Linked DNA regions of Xenopus tropicalis: region 1 is linked to region 2. The links are chromatin contacts, called in public Hi-C maps. All regions are on one chromosome and are shown on one strand. The core of a region is the stretch at or near the end of the contact, and the rest is flanking DNA. Distances in the headings are between cores, read along the strand shown.

What was found. A called contact is a pair of places that touch in the nucleus more often than the background predicts.
Region 1: a Hi-C map of neurula embryo shows a contact between it and region 2, with 2.3 times the contacts expected there. The contact joins two enhancer-like sites. A contact is called at or near these places in 5 of 5 Hi-C or Micro-C datasets (brain, gastrula embryo, liver and 2 more).

Annotation. Positions count from the first base shown.
Region 1 is chr7:99,070,251-99,075,099 of UCB_Xtro_10.0, forward strand. No RefSeq gene overlaps it. Among named protein-coding and RNA genes, the nearest start is that of espn, 20 kb to the right of the region's middle. Within about 2 kb of position 1,466, at least 2 of the 11 cell types and tissues checked have an H3K27ac peak or open chromatin away from gene starts, as enhancers often do. A contact at or near this core is called in neurula embryo, where this site is marked.
Region 2 is chr7:99,007,118-99,011,514 of UCB_Xtro_10.0, forward strand. No RefSeq gene overlaps it. Among named protein-coding and RNA genes, the nearest start is that of acot7, 13 kb to the left of the region's middle. Within about 2 kb of position 3,059, at least 1 of the 11 cell types and tissues checked has an H3K27ac peak or open chromatin away from gene starts, as enhancers often do. A contact at or near this core is called in neurula embryo, where this site is marked.

The DNA of each region.
Region 1 (4,849 bases), core at 216-2,715, 62 kb after region 2:
CAGTTATACTAATTGGTAGCCGCTTCTTTTTATCTCATAACGACTCATTGTACTGCATTCATTCATTTCTCCGTTCATGTCTCTATGCATCAGAGGATATTCTAGACCTCTAGGGTGAAGACACACTGAGCTACTAGTAGCAGCTACTTTTTCATGGCTACTAAATTCCAGAAAATCCCCTGCCATAGACAATACTGAGAATTGCCTCTGCTTAAACACAGGTTGAGACCCTAATCAGTAAATGATCAGCATTGTCTATTTTAGTAGCCACTACAAGTAGCTCCTACTAGTAGCTCTGTGTGTCTTCAGCTCCTTTCCCTTTATCTTATCTCTTTTACATAGACAATTCCCAGTGCATAATCTCTGACTAGTCGTTTGTATTCTATATCTTAAAGGAACAGTAACACCAAAAAATGAAAGTGTATAAAAGTAACTAAAATATAATGTGCTGCTGCCCTGCACTGGTAAAAGTTGTGTGTTTACTTCAGAAAGTCTACTATAATTTATATAAATAAGCTGCTATGTAGCCATGGAGGCAGCCATTCAAAGGAGAAAAGGCACAGGCACATAGCAGATAACAGATAAAACACTATTGTATTCTACAGAACTTATCTGTTATCTGCTATGTAACCTGTGCTTTTTCTCCTTTTTTCCAGCTTGAATGGCTGCCCCCGTGGCTACACAGCAGCTTATTATATAAATTATAGTAGTGTTACTGTAGCAAACACACCAGTTTTACCAGTGCAGGGCAACAGTGCATTATATTTTTATTACTTTAAAGCTCTTTCATTTTTTGGTGTTACTGTTCCTTTAATAGCCTATTTGTAAATGGCGTCCTTTCTACTCTCCACTGTTATTTTATACTTAACAGCCTCCCGTTCCCTATTCTATTTCTATTAACCTTTAGTAGATGGACGTCAAAATAGTTGCTGTCTTTTTGTCTTTTTGTCTTACAGTATTGAAATGTATCAACGTCTCACCATGGAGTCTGCGCTGTTCCCTTGTTGGTGCTGAAATCCTACCTGCCTGTGCTTCTTTAATTGTTGTCCCGGTAGCCCCAACAGTGTTCACACTGATACTATTTATCTTTACACAATTGATCCAAGTAAATTATCATTATTTATTTTCCCTGCCCTCAGGTCAGAATCAGCCCAATGGGGAATCAGCCACCCGTCCCCAGTCACAGAAAGGTGGTTCTTTGAGTTGAAATACAAAAAGATGCAACTAATCTGTATTTATTACTATTATTATTTTTGTTTTTAATATGAAAATAAACGTCCTGGCAAACGACTCCCCCTCCTGTGGGCTTCGGTTGCTACACAGTATAAAATCACAACCCCTTCAGTATTTCACGTATTGGTTTTCCTCCCCCTCCCGATCCTGCCTGTGTGGGTGGTCCCCAGTCTCTAAGCTTTTCCTTGGATCGCACCAAGTTCATGGAGGGGGGGGGGGGCGGAAGTGCCGGACTGTGAGGGCTCCGGGCATGAGAGCTGCACGCGTCAGGGGCAGTGACACAGAAGCAGATGGGCCAACTATTTACTAACGTTCCTTTCTTTATCTTCCCATAATGAACTGAAAGTCATTGACAGGAATCGCCTGAGTCTCATTAATCTCTCACTGACTCGTTATAGAGCAGGCAGCTGCCAGGAAGTGTGAGCTCTACACATGCATTCTTATATACCTTCCATACCTCTATACAGCAACATTCTAACTGATCCAAAGGAAGGAGGGCTGACATACATGGGAAATGCACTTCAAACATCGATGTGGAGTTTCAGATTTAATAGAGACAGCAAGTGAGAAGTGCCAATACAAGTCACATTGGGGTGAAGACACACAGAGCTACTAGTAGCAGCTACTTAGCCCTGGAAAATCCCCTGCCATAGACAATACTGAGGATTGCCTCTGCTAAAACACAGGTAGAGACAATTATCAGTAAAAGATCAGCAGTCTTTTAGGGCTCTGGCACACGGGGAGATTAGTCGCCCTGCGACAAAACTCCCTGTTTGCGGGCGACTAATCTCACCGAGTTGCCATCACCTGCCATCCCACCGGTGGGATGGCACACGCGGCGGCACGATTTCGGGAAATCGCCAAAGTTGCCTCGCAAGGCTTTTTCTGCGATTTCCCGAATTTGCGCCGCCGCATGTGCCATCCCACCGCCGACAATGATGGCAACTCGGGAAGATTAGTCGCCCGCGAACAGGGAGTTTTGTCGCGGGCGACTAATCTCCCCGTGTGCCAGAGCCCTTATAGTAGCCATGACAAGTAGCTGCTACTAGTATCTCTGTGTGTCTTCACCCTTACAGCAGGTACTTGCCACAAGGAATGGGCAAACTTTTTGCCCTGTACAGTTTCCTGGCAAAACCTGCAGTGAAAATAGTTGCAAATCCATGCTAGAATTTTGCTATGCATTTTGTTTTACTAGAAAAAAACATAGTATTTTGCCATGAGAAAAAAACCACAGAGAAACTCTGACTCATTATTGTGCTTCCCTTGTCTTTATCAATTAATTGAATGTGAGACCTTCCCACCCTCCCCCATATATTTAATGAGCTGTCCCGGGGATAAGGTTGCCACCTCGCCCCTTTACCAGCCACAGAATGGATCCACATCCTGCATGGCCAGTTAGCAATTAATTAGATTGATTCTGCGTTCACTGCTAATAAGCCATGCAGGATGTAAATTCAATATGTGGCTGGTATTAAAGGGGTGAGGCGGCAACCCTACCCTGTGCTTGTTTGTGTAACAAGGTAGGGCTGGGGAATGTTCTAATCCCATTGGTTGATTAAAGGCAAGGAGTGAATAATAATGACACATGTATTTTTTTCTGGTGAAACAGACAGTGTTTTTTTTCTGTGGCAAACCAGTTGTTGGTGAGACTGCAAATTTTGCCCCCAAACTGTTACTGGATGTTAGAGTTTGCTCATTGCTAATGGTGATGCCAAGGTTATAATAGATCTGATTAATACAATTATGTTGAAGCAAAGGCATGACATTAATGTCATAGACCAGTGCTGTCCAACTTCTGTGGTGCCGAGGGCTGGAATTTCTCTTGCATACATGGTGGAGGGCCGCTAATGGAAGCCAGTTTTGACCACTCCCCTTTTTTAAACCACACTCACTTCAAACCACACCTATTTTATCACAATGGTGGTAGTTCAGCAAAAAACCAAATGCTTGGTCCTTACTGTGGGGATATCAACCATCATTCATATGTGAAATAATTATATTATGTCATATTAAGATATACCCTTAAATCCATATGCCTCCTCCTCCCCTGTGGATAGCACAGCAACCCCCAGCACATAATTACACACCTTAGGGACCACTTAACGGCTATTTCCAAATGCTAACAAACTCCCAGAACAAACCCCTGCCATGTTCACCTCCCACAGGCAGCATAGGGCAGGCAGAGTATGGCACACACAGGCAGCACTCTGCCTGCCCTACCCTGCCTGTGTGTGCCATACTCTGCCTGCCCTATGCTGCCTGTGTGTGCCATACTCTAAATGCCCTGTGCTGCCTGTGTGTGCCATACTCTGCCTGCCCTACCCTGCCTGTGTGTGCCGTGCCCTATGCTGCCTGTGTGTGCCATACCCTCCCTGCCCTATGCTGCCTATGTGTCATATTCTGCCTACCCTATGTTCCCTGTGTGTGCCATACACACAGGCAGCATAGTCCAGGCAGTACCTACAATGTCTGAGGTTTGAACAATGGGGGTGATTACAGCCTGAGCCTGAGGTGTGAACACTGCAGGGGTTGATCAATGCAAGGATTAAAAGGTGTGAACAACACAGGAAAATACATTTTTAAACAATACAGAGGGATTACAGGACCATGGGTCCAATAAATTGTGACTGTCTATGGCATTTAACAGTAGCCCCTCTGGCATTTGCCAGAATCCACAGATTGGCAGTCCAAGCCTGAAGGTAAGTGTCCAAACAAGGGCATAACATACTATGCACAGGGCTGCTATCCATGAATAGTGGTACTGCAGGGGAGGGGCAGTAAGAGTATGGAAAAATTACCTTGCAACTAATGAAGGGGGGGGGGGACCTAGGTGTGTAGGTGGCCCAGTTTGGCCATGTCTGATGTCCAGTTTCAGTATATATTTGCATTGGCAATGGTAGAAATCAGGGGAGCTGCTACCATAAGGCAAGGTGAGAAGAAAAAGCCTCTCCTGTAACTTTAAAAGCTATAATTGTATTTATTAAACTGAAATTTCAGGTATTGTAGTAGAGAGTGTAATTGCTAGCAATGCATCTCCTCATGACTCGCTATGCTGAATTTCTGAACATGGTGGGGTGGTCCCAAAAATGTCCCTGGTGAAAATTATTCTTTTCAAACCAGCTAAATCACATGGAAATGTTTCCTTCTGCATTTTTAAATGACTCGGCAGGTTTGGATAATCAGATTCCTGCCATTGTCAATATAAAGATATTAGCGGGTATTCTGTGTTCAATAATTTTCCGTGGGTAACATTACTCTTTATTGTTATATTAACATGCTTTAATGCTTCCCTCCACATTTTGTGCAGTTACTTGATGCAGAAATTTGGTGCCCACATAGAGCTCAATTTCCAATGGGCAGCAAAATTGCCATTGCCCCTAAAACAGTGTTCATAATGTGTGCTTTCCTGTGAATTCACTAAAACAAGTGCTCTCATAATATAGGTTATGTTTGTCCAGATGCAAAGTACCAGAATATCGCAGAACATTGCATTCTCCATCCTTTATAGACAAATTTAAGGCTTTTTCAAAAGCAAACAGTTTCACCCTTATTTAGCCATAATCATCTTCATGAATGAAAGCCCAGTGAGATAAACAAAGCATTAGGAATTGCAGAA
Region 2 (4,397 bases), core at 1,809-4,308:
TCTAAAAAGATTTTGCTAGGGGCTCTAGTAATATAGTACTTGTGTCGTTTACAGCTTTACCCCCTACATACACTGAGGGACAATGCATTTCTTTATTCAGTAAATGGAGGATAGTGACATTGTCTCATTGTATCATAACTATAGGTATGGTATCCCTTATCCCGAAACCCGTTATCCAGAAAGCTCCGAATTACGAAAAGCCCATCTTCCAGGCCTCCATTTTAATCAAATAATTTGGAATTTTAAAACTGATTTCCTTTTTCTCTGTAGTAATAAAACAGTACCTTGTAACTGATCCCAACTAAGATTATATGGGTACATGAGCAAAATTGTGCCACAGTCTGGAAACCCCTAGTTGTTTGGAGCCAGAAACCTTTTGCCACTTTGCTACATAAACCATTTTGAGCACCCAGCAGCAGGGTTTATGCCAGTCACTGGCTTTAAGATTCATAGTGAAGAAAAGACATAAAATATTGATAAAACCAAGGTCATGCATGGCATTGGTGTAATAATATGTTTGACACTTGTGGCATGATATAGCAACACTTTTCCTGCTGCAATGATGCACTACTCACATGGGGGTCCTGCCCTGTCTTGGCATGGCACAGTGCTATACCGTTTCCCGCTGCTCCATGTTCTCTGGTCACCCCAAACAAAGAATGCCAATTTCATCTTCTAAAACAATTAAACAAAGCTACAGCAATGACATTTTGCTGGTGGCATTCAATGCTTGCATTTGGTATCAGAGACTATTAAACACAGAACAGATGGGATCAAACATAGCATTACAGTATTCTGTCACTGCATTGTAAACAATTAGCTACCAGGAATATTTGCAGACAGCTGTACCATAACCTGTAATTTTGGTAGTGATGATACAAGTGGGTGAAGTCTGGGTGTTGACTATATGTCTCTGAGGTTCTGATGAATAGAAAGCTTGACAACTACTGCCCTTAAAGTTGTTTCCTAAACAGTGAACTAAGATTTTTTTATGTTCAAGCACTTTCGCCTGCTCTGCCACCTCTGTTCTAATTTGAACTCTGTAGTGTGGCCTCGTGGAACTACTCCACTGTCCACTATGTTAACCATGGGCCATGGTCCTAAGAGGGAATGGTGGCAACCACATAACAATGTGAGGAAAATGGTTGACTCTGCAATACTAGAAGTGAGGCTAGACTAAATGCCTAGGGGGCCTTATCCTGGACATAGGCAGAGGTAACATATACAGTACGTGTTGGAGTAGACCCTTCCGCTACTTGTACTTTTTAGGTTATTCGCACTTCAACAATCTCATGCCACCCATCTGGTTTTTGTTTTTACTTTGTTTGTATTGCCTTTTAACCCTGATATGAAAATTTTTTTCACATTCCTATTTGTGCAGCCATGCTACATGTATCTTAATGTATTGCTTTCTGACAATTAGAATGTGGAGTTTATAATTATGCTCATTAAAGGGAATACGTGGCAACCCTAGCAGGGTGTTGGATGCAAAATTTCACTTTGAAGGATGCAAATGGTCCGCTGGAATCCAGTTTAACAGCACTACTTATTATAGAGAAACATTTGTGTAATTATTAAGGGATATGAGAAAAATTCACCATATGCTGTAGTGTAGTGATACGGAAATCCATATATTGTAATGATTCTGCCAGCTGTCAAATCCCCTTGGCAAGAAATAGATAACCCCACAGATAATCATGTTTTTGCCAAGACCCTATTGCGGCCCTGGACTTTCAGAAACCCTGTAGGACAGACAGACCAAAGACCACAGGAGCAAGCAGTGTTGTAGTATGAGATTTGATAGTCATGTCCAGGCTACACAGGCATTTAAGCAATTAGACAAGGTGAATCTTTCCTCAGGTGTACTTTACCAGAGGCAGCAAATAACCACCCTAGACAGGGATGGACTGGACTGAAAAAAAACCCAGTGGGCCCTGCTGACCCAGACCTGGTCCCTATTTTTTGAGTTCTCCACCCTGATCGCAGGGTCCAAGGTATGGTCAAATAAGGGGGTGCAAGTTAAAGTCTGTCAGGGGGTTTGATGAATAAACCGAAGAGGTCACAACTGGGGGGCGGGGCAGATGTGGCATCCCTGGTGGGCCCCAGACACCACGATCTGACACAGATTTGAAAGCTAATTTTTTTACTCACAAAATTCAGCTCTTTTAGTGCACAGAGCAACTGTTATCTAAGCACAGCAGGGCAAGGTTGTGGCATTAGGTCTGCCATTTCAGGTTGAAGCAGACTAAGGACTGGCCCTTCCAGGCAAGGGTCAGACTAGGCAATAAACAGTGAAACATCAGCAGAATGATTGAAATATGCATACAAACAACAGGGTTTGGCAGATTTTACAGATACAGGTGCAAGTGTGGGTGCTTGAGGGAAGGAAGGAGCATCTTTTAAAGGCACTTTTGCTTAAAGTGTCAGTCACACTAGAAAAGGCACAACATAAACTGGTCATCTCTCACAAAAAAAGTCTTGGGGGCTTGGTGCCTTAAAAAATCTTTTAATGGAAGCAGGCAGCTTACATGCCCCTAAATGGATAACCCTGTACTGTAGACCAACAGCCACTGCTACTAACGTAATTAAATCTTGGTCTTCTCTTCTCCATGCCAATACATTTTGCTTATCCATTTTTGTTCTCTAAGTCTGGATTTTATGTAACAAATCAGTTCTCCTCCAAGTCAGTTGGTTTGCAATAATATTTCAGGAGTCAGAGCAAGGAGTCCACAGAATGTTAACAGTCAGACAGATACTGCTATTAATAGCAATTACACTTACAAAAACTTTAAAACCACTGACAAGGTTTGATTAATGTATATTGGAATGTAGACTAATGTTGCTTAGAATTCCCTTTTTTCCCTTTATTTATTTATGTATGTAATTCCCTTTTGATAAACCAGTATACTGTGTATTTTGCTACAGAATATATATGTAATGCTATTTCCAAGGGTTTTGCTCCACATATAAGATAAAACATAGTACAAGTCGAATCTGAATAACACTTGGGCAGCTGATGACAGAGACCCATTGTCCCTCTTGTGTAAGGCTTTGATCATGTCACAGAGAAGAGATCTCTTGTCCAGTTTAAGCATCAGAGATAAGATCATCAAAGCACACAGAGGAATACAAAGCTAATCTTAAATATCCTCTTTCTTCTGAGTGGCAACAAGCTCCGCTCATGCTCCTGAATGGTCAAGGTAACACGTTGTTATAGTGAAAAGTTACACTCATTAGATTATGGTGGCTCTATAACCTTTGAACCTACATAAATCCTGCAATATACACTTAATAGATACCCATTATTGGTGGCAGTCATTTAGGAAGATTGCACAGACACAGACAAGCTATCTTTTCATAAACAATGGCATGTTTTGCTACTTTCATTTCCAACTGAAACCAAGTTTGTATGTGTGACTTTTAATAAATGCTATAAAGAATAGCATCTATATTTTGCTAAATGTTTCATTTAAATGGCACCTGTATTCCTAAAAGTTTTCTCCAAACAGATGTGCGGACTAATAAAGCCTACACTTCAGTTGGAGGAAACATTTCAAAAAAGTCCCCTGTGAACACAAGGCAACCCGCACCTTAATTGCTTTAATTAAATGAGATCATTTGCTCTTATATTCTGACTCTATGTGGTTGCCGGGTCACCAACTTCTGGCAACCAGAATTCTGATTCTGAATTGATTTTTAATCACCTGTTTATGTTTCTGTTCAAACACTTGCTATTAATCTTTCAGTCTGTCTATCGAACAGGGTAATGGAACCCTAGCAGGCCATTTTGTAAGATAGCATAATCCCAGAAACAAATAAGGAGTCATTTACTATGACTAAAAGTGAAAGCTTGCGCCTTAGTTCTCATTTGAAGTGCACTTGTGCCTAGGGCTCCACTCTGTAAAATAAGGAATGGGAGGGGGTCTGTACGTATGGTCTCCCCTTCCTCTTATGAATACAGCACTACTGAATGCAGGCAGCTTTGAATTCATGAGGCACATTCAGCCTTTGCTCTCTATATTCCAATGCTGATTCCTAACCTGGAAAGTTTAATAAAACGAATATGTTAGGTTTATTTTCTTTTCTGTTTTAGAGGGACCTAAGGGTATGTTGGGAACCAAAGAGATAGCACTATGTGAATTAATGCTTATCTGTTTAAACATGTTCTCATTTTGACTTCTGGTTCTTACCCTGAAATCATTACAGCTGGAAAGCCACAGTGGCAATTCTTTGGACTAGGCATCTGAGTCTAACGCAGAAGGCAGAGAATTAACTGCTCGGCCTTCCTCCAGTACTGGTTCCAAAATTATTACGGCCTGGAGCCCCAGGTGAACACAATTCAGTGCTGTAAGATAGAGGAAGTTGGATGGAGCATCCCTGAAACATATGATGCAGAA